Linked DNA regions of Pan troglodytes: region 2 is linked to region 1. The links are chromatin contacts, called in public Hi-C maps. All regions are on one chromosome and are shown on one strand. Each heading gives the region's core, a stretch centred on a gene start, on an enhancer-like site or on the middle of the called end of the contact. The rest is flanking DNA. Distances are from core to core; before and after follow the strand shown. Region 1 has its middle 87 kb from the start of FAM110C. Region 2 overlaps FAM110C (family with sequence similarity 110 member C).

Region 1 (5,767 bases), core at 2,244-4,743:
CAACTCTTCTTGACCCTCATTTAGCATTCATTTTTCCTCCACTGTCCTGATTTCTTACAACAGTAACATATTGACTTTCCATTACGGGGTTCCTTCTTGTCTGTTGGTGGCCCCAGATAAGGGTTTATTCCCTTTGTGAATAATTCTAACTGGGAAATCTTAAGGGCTATTTTTTTGTCTTCTTTATCTTTCTCCATATTTTCCCAAACTTGGGCTACTTCCCTCAAAACGTGAGAAATTATTCTTGCCACCCAACTACATTTTCCCTTATTTGCTTTCTTGAATTCTCTGCAACAAAGCTGCCACAGAAGTGGAGAGGGTGAGGAGCCCGGACCCCCTGAGACATGCCTTGGACTTAGAAAAGGTGAACAGCTGGTGAAAACTCACGGGCCTCATGTGGCTAAGAAGCGTGGCACTGTGGCTTCTCCCAGTCCACCTTCAGTGGAGAGGCTTCAGGAACTGCCCTCGGTGGCCCCTCATGCTGAGCATTCCAGGCACAGCAAGCAGCCTGAGTTGTTGGAGCAGCAAGCAGTTATCCTCCTGGAGCCCGGCATGGCAGAGTGAAGCACGCCTTCCAGGAGAGGGACCCGCTGACAGCATTCCAGAGTTTTCAGAACATTTTACCATTAAAGCCAACAGCAAACCACACAGGGCCTTTCAGCCACATTACCAATTTTACTCAATGGTAACTCAAAACTTCTAGTGAGAGTTTGGGGTTTTCCTTGGGAACCCAATTCCGCTGAACCAAAGTAGTTGAAGAAATACTTTTTAGCAAATAGTCTCTTATTTGATTAAAGATGGCTACAAATACTCCAAGAAATGTGCCCAGTGGAGGGCTTAGTTGAGGGATCCCATCCTTATCACCAAATTTTTGGGAGGAAATAAAGGGAAATCTCTACCCAGAGGAACATACCACTTTGTGTAGAATAACCTTTTTTCTTTTTAGTAGACTATTAGTCCATGCTCACATTGCTATAAAGAAATACCTGAAACTGGGTAATTTATAAAGAAGATTTTTTTTCTTTTTTTTGAAACAGTCTAGCTGTGTTGCCCAGGCTGGAGTGCAGTGGTGTGATCTCAGCATCATAGCTCATTGCAGCCTTCACTTCCCAGGTTCAAGAGATTCTCATGCCTCAGCCACTCAAATAGCTAAAGGCGTGCGCCACTACACCTGGTTAATTTTAGTGTTTTTAGTAGAGACGGGGTTTTGCCATGATGTCCAGGCTGGTCTTGAACTCCTGGCCTCAAGTGATTCGCCTGCCTCAGCCTCCCAAAGTGCTGGGATTACAGGTGTGAGCCACCACGCCCAGTCTGTAAAGAAGAGATTTAATTGGCTCACGGTTCTGCACGCTGTACAGGAAGCACAGTGGCATCTGGGGAGGACTCAAGAAGCTTCTAGTCATGGCAGAAGGTGAAGAGGAAGCAGGCACATCTACATGGCAGAGCAGGAGGAAGGGAGGAGGGTGCTAAACACTTTTAAATAACCAGATCTCATGAGAACTCACTCACTGTACAGTACCAAGGGGATGTACTAAACCATTCATGAGAATGCCGTCCCCATGATCCAATCACCTTCCACCAGGCCCTACCTCCCACACTGGGGATTACAATTCAATGTGAGTTTTGGGTGGGGACAGAGATTCAAACCATATCAGTAGGCTTTATTTCTTAGAGCAGTTTTAGGTTCACAGCAAAATTGAGCAGAAGGTACAGAGATGTCCCATATACTCTTAGCCCCACCTGTGTGTAACACTCCCACCCCCATTATCAACATCACCCACTAGAGTGGTGCATTGTCTTACAATTGATGAGCCTGCATTGCCACCTCATTAATCACCTAAAGTCCATAGTTTATATTAGTGCTCATTCTTGTTACTGTGTATTCTATGTGTTTTGACACATGTACAATGACACGTTTCCACCATCATAGCATCATATGGAATAGTTTCACTGCCCTAAAAATCCTCTGCGCTCGGCCTATTCATCCCCGCCTTCACCCAATTTCTAGAAACCACTGATATTTTCACAGTCTCCATAGTTTTGCATTTTCCGGAATGTCACAGAGTTGGAATTCTACAACATGTAGCCTTTTCAGATTGGCTTCTTTCATGTAGTAGCATGTAAGTTTCCTCCATAGCTCGATAGCTCCTTCCTTTTTACTGATGAACAATATTCCATTGTCTGGATGTACCACAGTATATTTATCCATTAATCTACTGAAGGACATCTTGGTTCCATCTAAGTTTTGGTGATTATGAGTAAACGTTTTTATTATTGGGGAAAAAAATCCCTGAATGTATGCAGTTATCCAGCAAGTAGTTACAAAGCTACTGTGAATTTTCAGCTCATTTATATGAATAAAACCTACGGTTGTTATACATCACCCTTCTTTTAGTAAACAGTCAGAAGATATTCAGTTTGCACCAATAATTCCATTGAGCTTACTTTGCAATTATTTTCCAACTAATTCTTTACTAGTACTTCCAATGAGTGATTTAGCACATACGATTAATCACACCCTTTAACATGCCTCAGCAATATTAGATTAAATTCACTTTCCCACGTTTCCTAGAAATCTTTTTTTTATGTAGAATTACTGCATCTTTACGTACTGGCTTTACACTTTTTTCTCATCCTTTCCATCTGTTTGCACTACTTTCTGGATAATCTTTCCTCTCAACCAAAATCTTTCAGTTTACTAATCACTCTCTATATCCAATCAGTTGTGCTGTTCAGAGTTGTGTTTTTTAAATGCTATTTTTATTGAAGTATAATATACACATATGACATGCACAAATCATATTACGCTGAGTGTACAGCTCAGTGAAATATCACTAAGTGAAACATCTTTAAGTACAACCAAGATCAAGAAACAGAATATTTCCCAGCACCCAGAAACCCTATTTTTCCTCTTCACCGTTACCACCCACACTTCCAGTTTCCTGAAGACAATACCATTCCGGTTAGAATATATTAGTGCTGCCAAGTTTTTGCACTGTGTATAAATGGAATCATAATTGTCCTTTCTTTCCTGACTGGTTTCCTTCAATCTTACTTTTGTGAGATTCAGCCACGTTGTTGTGTGTGGTAGTAGTTTACACTGGCTACTTTGATGTTGTGGTTGGGTTCCTCCAGCCCTAAGGGGGACTCCTCAGGCTCTAGCTGGAGACAACCATGGTAGAGACTTTTCCCATTGGCAAGCATGCTCACTCCTCCAGTAACTCACCCTACAGTAGACTTTGCCCATTACAATTATAAAAAACACACCCCTAGGTGGAGGTTTTAAATGCTAATGAGACATTTCATGTGTGTACTAGCAGGTACAGCCATAGAGCATGTGGAACCACCTAATACATGATTGCAAGTGACAGCCCCTCACATCTCTTCATGAATAATCATGTAAGATCCTCATAAAGAGAGTCCCCAGCACTGGCTGCTGCTGGCTCACTCCCTCTCTCCAGCAACCGGCTCTGCCTTGTCATTCAGTGTGTGCTCTCTCTTTAAAGAAACCTCGCTGCTGCCGCTGCTTTCCAGTCAGGCCAGCCCACTCCCTTCTTGGACTGTCCTCTATCTTCCCTCAAGAAACTCTGCTACTTAACCCTTGCTGTGCATCTCTTGGCTGAATTCTTTCTTCCAAGAGGGCAAGAGCCACAGACCCTGCACCCCTCCCAGTAACATTTGTACGGTATTCTACTGTGCAAATTTATAATAATTTTTCCATTCCACTGTTAATGGACATTTGAATGGTTTCTATTTTTGCTGTTTCTAATTATAGAGCCTTCAGCATATGTGCTTTTCTTGTAGGTATATCTAAGAGTAGGAATCCTTGGATCACAAGATACATCCATTTTGTTTAGTTGTTCTTTCCTTACACTATCTTTCTTTTAAAATCAAATGCTGTGTGCTTTTTATCTTTCAGGAATTCTTCTAATTTTTTGCTGATTACATTCTTTCTTGTCTTTTTTTTTTTTCTCCTTTTTTTGAGACAGTGTCTCACCCTGTTGCCCAGGCTGGAGTGCACTGAGTGATCTCAGCTCACTGCATCCACCACCTCCTGAGTTCAGTGGATCCTCCCACCTAAGCCTCCTGTGCGGTTGGGACTACAGGCATACGCCACCATGCCAGGATAATTTTTAAAACTTTTTGGAGAAACAAGGTCTCACTGTATTGCCCAAGCTGGTCTCAAAGTCCTGGGCTCAAGTGATCCTCCTGCCTTAGCCTCCCAAAGTCCTGGGGTTACATATGTGAGTCATCATGCCCAGCCATTAATTATTATCATTTTATTACATCTTTTCTATAATTTCAAGGACTTGGAAGTAGAAAGAGTTAAGAATAGGAATGTTAAATCTTCTGTTTTTATATCAAATCCAAACCACTTTAGATTTCCACCAAAATGAGAAGGCATGGAATTATTACTCTGATTGGCTCAGGAATGAGATGGAGTTTCATTCTTGTTGCCCAGGCTGGAGTGCAATGGGGCAATCTCGGCTCACTGCAACCTCTGACTCCTGGGTTCATGTGATTCACCTGCCTCAGCCTCCCGAGTAACTGGGATTTCAGACATGCGCCACCATGCCCAGATAATTTTGTAGTTTTAGTAGAGATGGGGCTTCTCCATGTTGGTCAGGCTGGTCTCGAACTCCTGATTTCAGGTGATCCCCTCGCCTCGGCCTCCCAAAGTGCTGGGATTACAGGCACGAGCCACCGCGCCTGGCAGATTTGATTTTCTAATGAGCTAAAAGTCTCTCCCTGGCATCTCTCTTGAGTAAAGTCTGTTCATTGGGTTGTGAGTCTCCTTGTAGATTGCTTTACTTCCACACTGTGCTGGCTGGCACCATGGCTGGCTGTGTGAATGAAGGTGCTGCCCCCAGCTCTGTCTCTCTATCCCAAGCACTTTCCATCCACTCTCCTCAAGGCTCGCTTTTTCTCAGTAGGGTTACTGCTCCCCTTTCTGTGGGAAATCTTGCTAACCAAGATTGAAATGGACTCCTCCATTGCTCGGCACCATCAAGTTTGCCCCAAACAGCTAATAAGTAACAGTAGGATTTTCCTATTCATGTATTTTATGTTTTGTGTATTTTAGAGATAAAATACATGAATAGGAAACTTGAGATTTTACAACACTATGAATATTGAAAGTTTCAACTCCCTCACTTCCTCAAAAGACTAAAGAAACTGCAACGCTTTACTGTGATATTACAATGAGGACAAAGCATCATGGCTGTCATAATCAACTAAAAACCACTGCTGCCCCTTTGCACTTCTCAGTGTGAGGCATAATTTCTGCTTGCTGTCCTCATCTCAGGGGTCCCTAGTCTAACATGCCTCAATCCAGTTGACACCCATTTATCTTCCTCAACAAGATAAACATAGTGAGATGTTCAGTCCAGGCAGACTAGGTGCATTGCCCAAGGGAGAGGCATTCAGTGGTGGAAGTGAGACCACTGTGTGCTTCTCATTCAGAATTCCCACTGCAATGTCACCATATACAACCTGCCAGGCTTGGTGCAGGGCTTGCTTTGTAATTCTACGGCCCAGCCCTAGGAAAATTGAGTAAACAATGGCACAGGGTTGGTCTTGATACCATTTATTCCAAGTGCAAATTTTATTGAAAACTTAATGTGAAACAGATCGCCTCTTCTCTTAAATATTATCCATTGTAGTGTCCAACTGAGCAAGTCCTGACCCTAGCATCGCATTGTCAGAGTAAGATGCAAAGTATTAAGAACAGATAATGGTCATGTATCAAGAGTGGATCCCAGTGGGA
Region 2 (5,767 bases), core at 1,068-3,567, 94 kb after region 1:
ATCAACCCAAATTTGACACCAATTCACTCTTTTCTGCAAAGGGCATATTTTGAAACAAGGGACAGCCTGAGGGCGGCTGTAATGAGAATGTTCATGGGGGTTACTGGGTCCCTAATTCTGAACTTGCTTATGACACCCAGAATGAATAGATTCAGATTCAGAACCTTCTGAGAAATAACCCAAAGAAAATTTGTTACCCAGCCAATTCTTCGAAAGCTTAATATCAAAATATATCTTTTCAAGAAGAAAATCGTTAGAGAGAAGAATGTGGAGGGGAGAGAAATGGGTTTCTCATTGATATGATATTTTGTTAACCATTTCATTTTGAATTATTCAAGTTTTGGTTAATATTGTATTCTATTTTCGCAACTATTTTACCGTGAGAGTAGGTCATTGGGTTACTTAGATATTTATTTTTACACAGTTATTAGTCTTCAGATAGTTTTATTTTACTTCATATGATTTTAGTTTTTGTCAGTATAATTTTAAATCATGTTTTTCTTGGTCATCTCTTTGTGTATATTGTGTAATTGGATTTTCATTGACTGCAAGTGGAGTGTTTGCCACTCAATTCAGTACTCAGTACTATGGTGACTTGTTTTCAAATAAGTCTCAGATACACGTTTAGGGAGCCTTTGCTGGCCGAATATAGACTCTGTCAGGACAGCAGGTCCCCTGATCTAAGAATTTTCCCCAATGGTTGCTCTAAAAATGCTGCTATTTTGCTGTTCACTGTATTGCACTTAGGTAAAAAGAAGATAATGTGAAAGATGAGAGCAGTTTTTTAAAGGATCTTTTCATATACCCAATTCCCTTATTTTCAGATGTCCCATCAATTTTAGATATGAAAGCTTTAAGTAAAAGTGTGTATGCCCTTCTACTGTCAGAACAGGATGGATGCAGCCTGGGTCAGATTTATTTGAGATAAAAATCATGCAGACTCATCATTCATATCATAGGTGAAAAATGTAAAAACAAAATGGTTTCCACTAAAGCCACCAAGATCTTTTAGAAATGTTTGCACCTTTGGTGGTGGCACAGGAAAAGAGAAGAATTCAGCTGGAGTGAATTCTAGAAGTAGATATCAGAAACGGGGCATGAAGAACAGGGGAACTGGGTGGCATCAGACTCCTAAAGAAGTGAGTTAATTTTCCTTCCCTTCCATTCAGATTCATGCCACAGCTCCATATCTTGAGTATGTGTAAGAGGTGAGTTCTTTCTTCAGCCAGGGGCGGTGGCTCATGCCTTTAATCCCAATGCTTTGGGAGGCCAAGGTGGGAGGATCACTTGTGCCTTGGGGTTCAAGGCTGCAGTGAACCACGATTGCACCACTGCACTCCAGCCTGAGTGACAGAGCAAGACCCTGTCTCTAAAAATATATATAAAAAGTAAAACTAAAGAACTTCTTGCCTAAACCTGAATTACCGCAATTTGCTGAGTGACTTTGAGAAAAATCAGACTGTTTAGTTCAGTCGGGATGAAAAGCTTGCGATTGCTTCCCACAAGAATGGGCAATAGTGACGGCTGCAAGGTACTTTTATTTGTTCATGAAAGAACGACAATTTTTCAAAATGTAATTAAACATAATAGAATGTTTTAAACTACTGGGCACTGAAACTGGAAGAAAAAGGAGGCTTTATTGAACATTCCCCTTTTTCAGTTGGTTCAAAGTTCAGCACTGTGGTTATCATTGGTGATGCCAGAAAACATTAGTAGACTTAGACAATTGCTATGGCAGTTTCTAAACAGAGCTTTTTCTATACACTATTTGCAACTGGAGTGCAATATTGTATATTCTGTGTTAAAGAAATAAAGTATTTTTATCATTTATTAATACTGATTTATGAGTTTGAGTAATGCGGCAAAAATTTGAAATGAGAGTCTGCTCATTACAGTTCCTTGTCTTCTGTTTTCTCCCTTTCTTCTTGAGTGTTCTCTCATCAGCTTATCAGTAGAAATGAGGGGAAGGCATTCCAAGGCTTGTCCTAGGTAAGTTGCATGGCACCTGAAATCATCGACTTTCCTCAAGATTAAATGCAGTCAAAGCAATTTTGAATATTCTGAACTTTGCTTTCCTTCAATTGTTTTTAATTGTTTCATCAGTCTTTTGCTTAAAATATTTTTCTTCATGTTTTATTAACATTGTCATTGGAAAATGAATGGGCACAAAGATACAAACAAAAGCACAGTTTGTAATCTTTCTCATTAGCAAATTAAGTGAAGGCAGACTCTTCTCATGGTGAGTTTGCTCTCAGTGTGCGCCATGCACCCTGAGGGTGTGGTGGCTTGGGCAGCCGGTGAGTCATGGAAGCCTGATCATCCTTCTCGCTGCCCTGGCTGAGCCAGACTCTGCCGTCTTGCTCAGTCTTGCAGTGGCCTATGCCTAACCCTAGGTAAGAATCCAAAGATAGGCTTGCTTTCTTCTTCCTTTTTTTTTTTTTTTTTTCTGAGTCGGAGTCTCACTCTGTCGCTCAGGCAGGAGAGCAATGGAGCAACCTCGGCTCACTGCAACCTCTGCCTCCCGGGTTCAAGTGATTTTCCTGCCTCAGCTTCTTGGGTAGCTGGGATTACAGGTGCCCACTACTATGCCCAATTAATTTTTGTATTTTTAGTAGAGACGGGGTTTCGCCATGATGGCCAGGCTGATCTCGAACTCCTGGCCTCAAGTGATCTGCCCACCTCGGCCTCCCAAAGTGCAGGGATTACAGGTGTGAGCCACTGTGCCCAGCCAAGATGGGCTTTCTTGAGGAGAGGAAATACATCACTTCTTTATTTCTGTGAAGAATATGGACAGATACTCAGCCTGCTGTAGAAACTCTCTTATTGTACCTGTTCAGAAACAGTCCAAGCATTGGGTGATGTGGCTTATGTTGCGGAGTTCAACAGCAGCTGCCTTTTCCCTTCAGGTAAACTTGGGGGCTTACACAATGCTTGGGTGGTTACACTTTGCACGTTCACTGATGAATCAAATAGATTTATATGGTATTTAAATGTTCCAGGTTACAAATACTAAGCACGAAGGAAATTGAGTGTCTCAGCCAGAACCTTATAATATTGGTCTTGGAAGTGGCACGGAGCAGCTGACGGGAGGCAGCACAGAAATCCCAGAACATGTGCTCCTGTCCAGCAATGGCCACCTAATTTTCTCTGCTACAATGCTTCAAACTCTATGGTTGATTGTCATCTTTTGTTGTTGTTGTTGTTGTTGTTGTTGTTTTGAGATGGAGTTTCACTCTTGTTGCCCAGGCTGGAGTGCAATTGTGCGATCTCAGCTCACCACAACCTCTGCCTCCCAGGTTAAAGCCATTCTCCTGTCTCAGCCTCCCGAGTAGCTGGGATTACAGACATGTGCCACCACGCACGGCTAATTCTGTATTTTTAGTAGAGACGGGGTTTCTCCACGTTGGTCAGGCTGGTCTTGAACTCCCAACCTCAGGTGATCCACCCGCCTCCGTCTCAAAGTGCTGAGATTACAGGCATGAGCCACTGTGCCCGGCCGATTGTCATCTTTATATTATCTCATTAAAAATTATCATTAAAGTTGAAATGTGATCTGAAGGGGAGACCGTATTAAATCACTAATAACTATTAACTTTAGGTCAAAATAAAATATTAATTTCCTTAGAAAGTGAGAATCTGAACCCCAGGATCAGAGTGGAAAGACCTGGATCCTGGCTTCAGTATACCCTGTTGATTACTCAATGTTGAGCTTAAGGAGGACTCTTAATTACAAATGCGAGAACAGAAAATTACAGAATTGTCTAAACCTAAATCTACTGTCGCCTTGTGGTATCAAAACAACTGTGCTATTTATTCAATAGTAGCTTGAATCAAGGCTGTCACTGATGACAACACACAGAATTCACTCACATGCACATATCAAGGAGCCAAATACTGCACAAGGCACTGGGGGTTCACCAAGCTCCTTGCCATTGGTTGATGACTTACATTCTAGCAGGGGAGCAGATACTGAGTGAGGAAATAATACATAGATAATACATAAAGGGATGATAGATGACAAAAATCAAGAAAGGGAGGGAGGAGGGAAAGCAAAGTGAGGAAATGTCGTGAGCAGTGCCATGAGCCTGATTTATGAATTTATGTGAGTCTGTTAGTTCATGGTTTCTATTTGATGGCCCATCTATCTGGACCATAAATGAAACCCAAAGTCCGAATCATATAAAGAGAGTCAAGCAACAGAGAAGGATAACATGAAAATTGTAAATGGCATTTTTTTCACTGAGAGGTTAACTTTAGTCTCTGGAGTTCTTTCACCCTGAAGCTTAAAGCATTGAAATCTAAACTGAATAAAAAGAGAACAGTCCACAAATGAATCTGCAGCCTGTATCCTTTATCAGATCATATGGTCATTGGTAAGAGACTGCATTCCTTCCTTCGGCTTTTAGAAGGAGTCCACTTCTCCAACTTAGGAAGAGAATAAGAGGAGTCAACATTGCAAATAAATGGTGACTCTCATAGGCCAGAGCAGGCCAGCTGGGACGTGGAGGGGTGTGTTTTACTTAAGTGGGCTCTGAGAGCTGTCTCTCAGACACACCCTTGGAGGCAAACAGCAGGCTCAGGCTGGGCAGATGTTATCAGGACCCGAGGACCTTGTTTTCTCAACCTGCTTGGCAAGTCATTTCCACAGTTCAGAAAGGGGGAGTGTCTGCCAAGTGCCCCGCAGTGCTCTCATGCCATTTCCCTTCCAGGTGCCTGAGGTGCTAAGGAGAGACCAATGTAGGCATCTGGGAAGGTGGGCAGGTACGACTCAGCCAGGACCAGACTGTTATGGCCAACAGTGATGTTAGAAATCATGACATTCAACGCTCATCTCCTAGGAGGAACCTAGGCCCAAAGCTCACACAGCTGCCCAGTGTGCCAAGGCCCAGAAGGGGACCCCTGCCTCTGTGCAGTGTCCATTTAGGGGAGCCCTGCCTTAGATAGGGGAACATTAGCAGGGTGACCAGCTTTCCCTATTTGCCCAACAATTTCTAGTTTTAACACTGAGTCCTGGGAAAACTTTCCTTCCCTAGCTAGCTGGGAAGGCTGCACATTCCTAGAGGAAGGCTTGACCAACAGACATCTGGATGACCTGTTCTTGACTTCACTTTAGCTCCCACTTCTTGAGGAAGCTAATGACAAAACTACTGTGAGCACTTGAGCATCTTAAGTGCTTGGTCTGGCAGTTTTATTCTTGCTCTAAATTAGGGCAGCTTAGAACATTGTCTCCTTGGTGGGGAAGACCACGTGGTCAGGATTGAGGACAGTTAGAAGTTTCTCTGACATGGGCCAGGCACAGTGGCTCATGCCTGTAATCCCAGCACTTTGGGAGGCTGAGGCGGGTGGATCACTGAGGTCAGGGGCTAGAGACCAGCCTAGCCAATATGGTGAAACCCCATCTCTACTAAAAATACAAAAATTAGCCAGACGTTGTGGTGGACACCTATAATCCCAGCTACTAGGGAGGCTGAGGCAGGAGAATCACTTGAATCCGGGAGGCGGAGGTTGCAGTGAGCCGAGATCATACATTGTACTCCAGCCTGGGTGACAAGAGCAAAACTCCATCTCAAAAACAAAAAAAAAAGTTTCTCTGACATGAAGTAAGTGGATGGAGCCAACCTTCAGTTGTGCACCTGGGAGAACCTCCCTGAAAGAACCCTGAGAAGAAACTTGTCACACTCCGGAATGGCAGAGGAGAGTGGCCCACGCCTTCAGGGAGCCAGCACACCCCAGGCATCTTTAGTAGCACGAACTGTACAAGTGCTTT

What was found. A called contact is a pair of places that touch in the nucleus more often than the background predicts.
Region 2: a Hi-C map of induced pluripotent stem cells shows a contact between it and region 1, with 1.4 times the contacts expected there. The contact joins two enhancer-like sites. A contact is called at or near these places in 2 of 7 Hi-C or Micro-C datasets (both in induced pluripotent stem cells).

What each region holds. Positions count from the first base shown.
Region 1 is chr12:122,717,413-122,723,179 of NHGRI_mPanTro3-v2.0_pri, forward strand. No RefSeq gene overlaps it. Among named protein-coding and RNA genes, the nearest start is that of FAM110C, 87 kb to the right of the region's middle. Within about 2 kb of position 3,494, at least 3 of the 24 cell types and tissues checked have an H3K27ac peak or open chromatin away from gene starts, as enhancers often do. A contact at or near this core is called in induced pluripotent stem cells, where this site is marked.
Region 2 is chr12:122,813,039-122,818,805 of NHGRI_mPanTro3-v2.0_pri, forward strand. FAM110C (family with sequence similarity 110 member C) reads left to right here. Exons shown (of 3, transcript XR_008544959.1): 3 at 1-1,834. Among named protein-coding and RNA genes, the nearest start is that of FAM110C, 8.8 kb to the left of the region's middle. Within about 2 kb of position 2,318, at least 1 of the 24 cell types and tissues checked has an H3K27ac peak or open chromatin away from gene starts, as enhancers often do. A contact at or near this core is called in induced pluripotent stem cells, where this site is marked.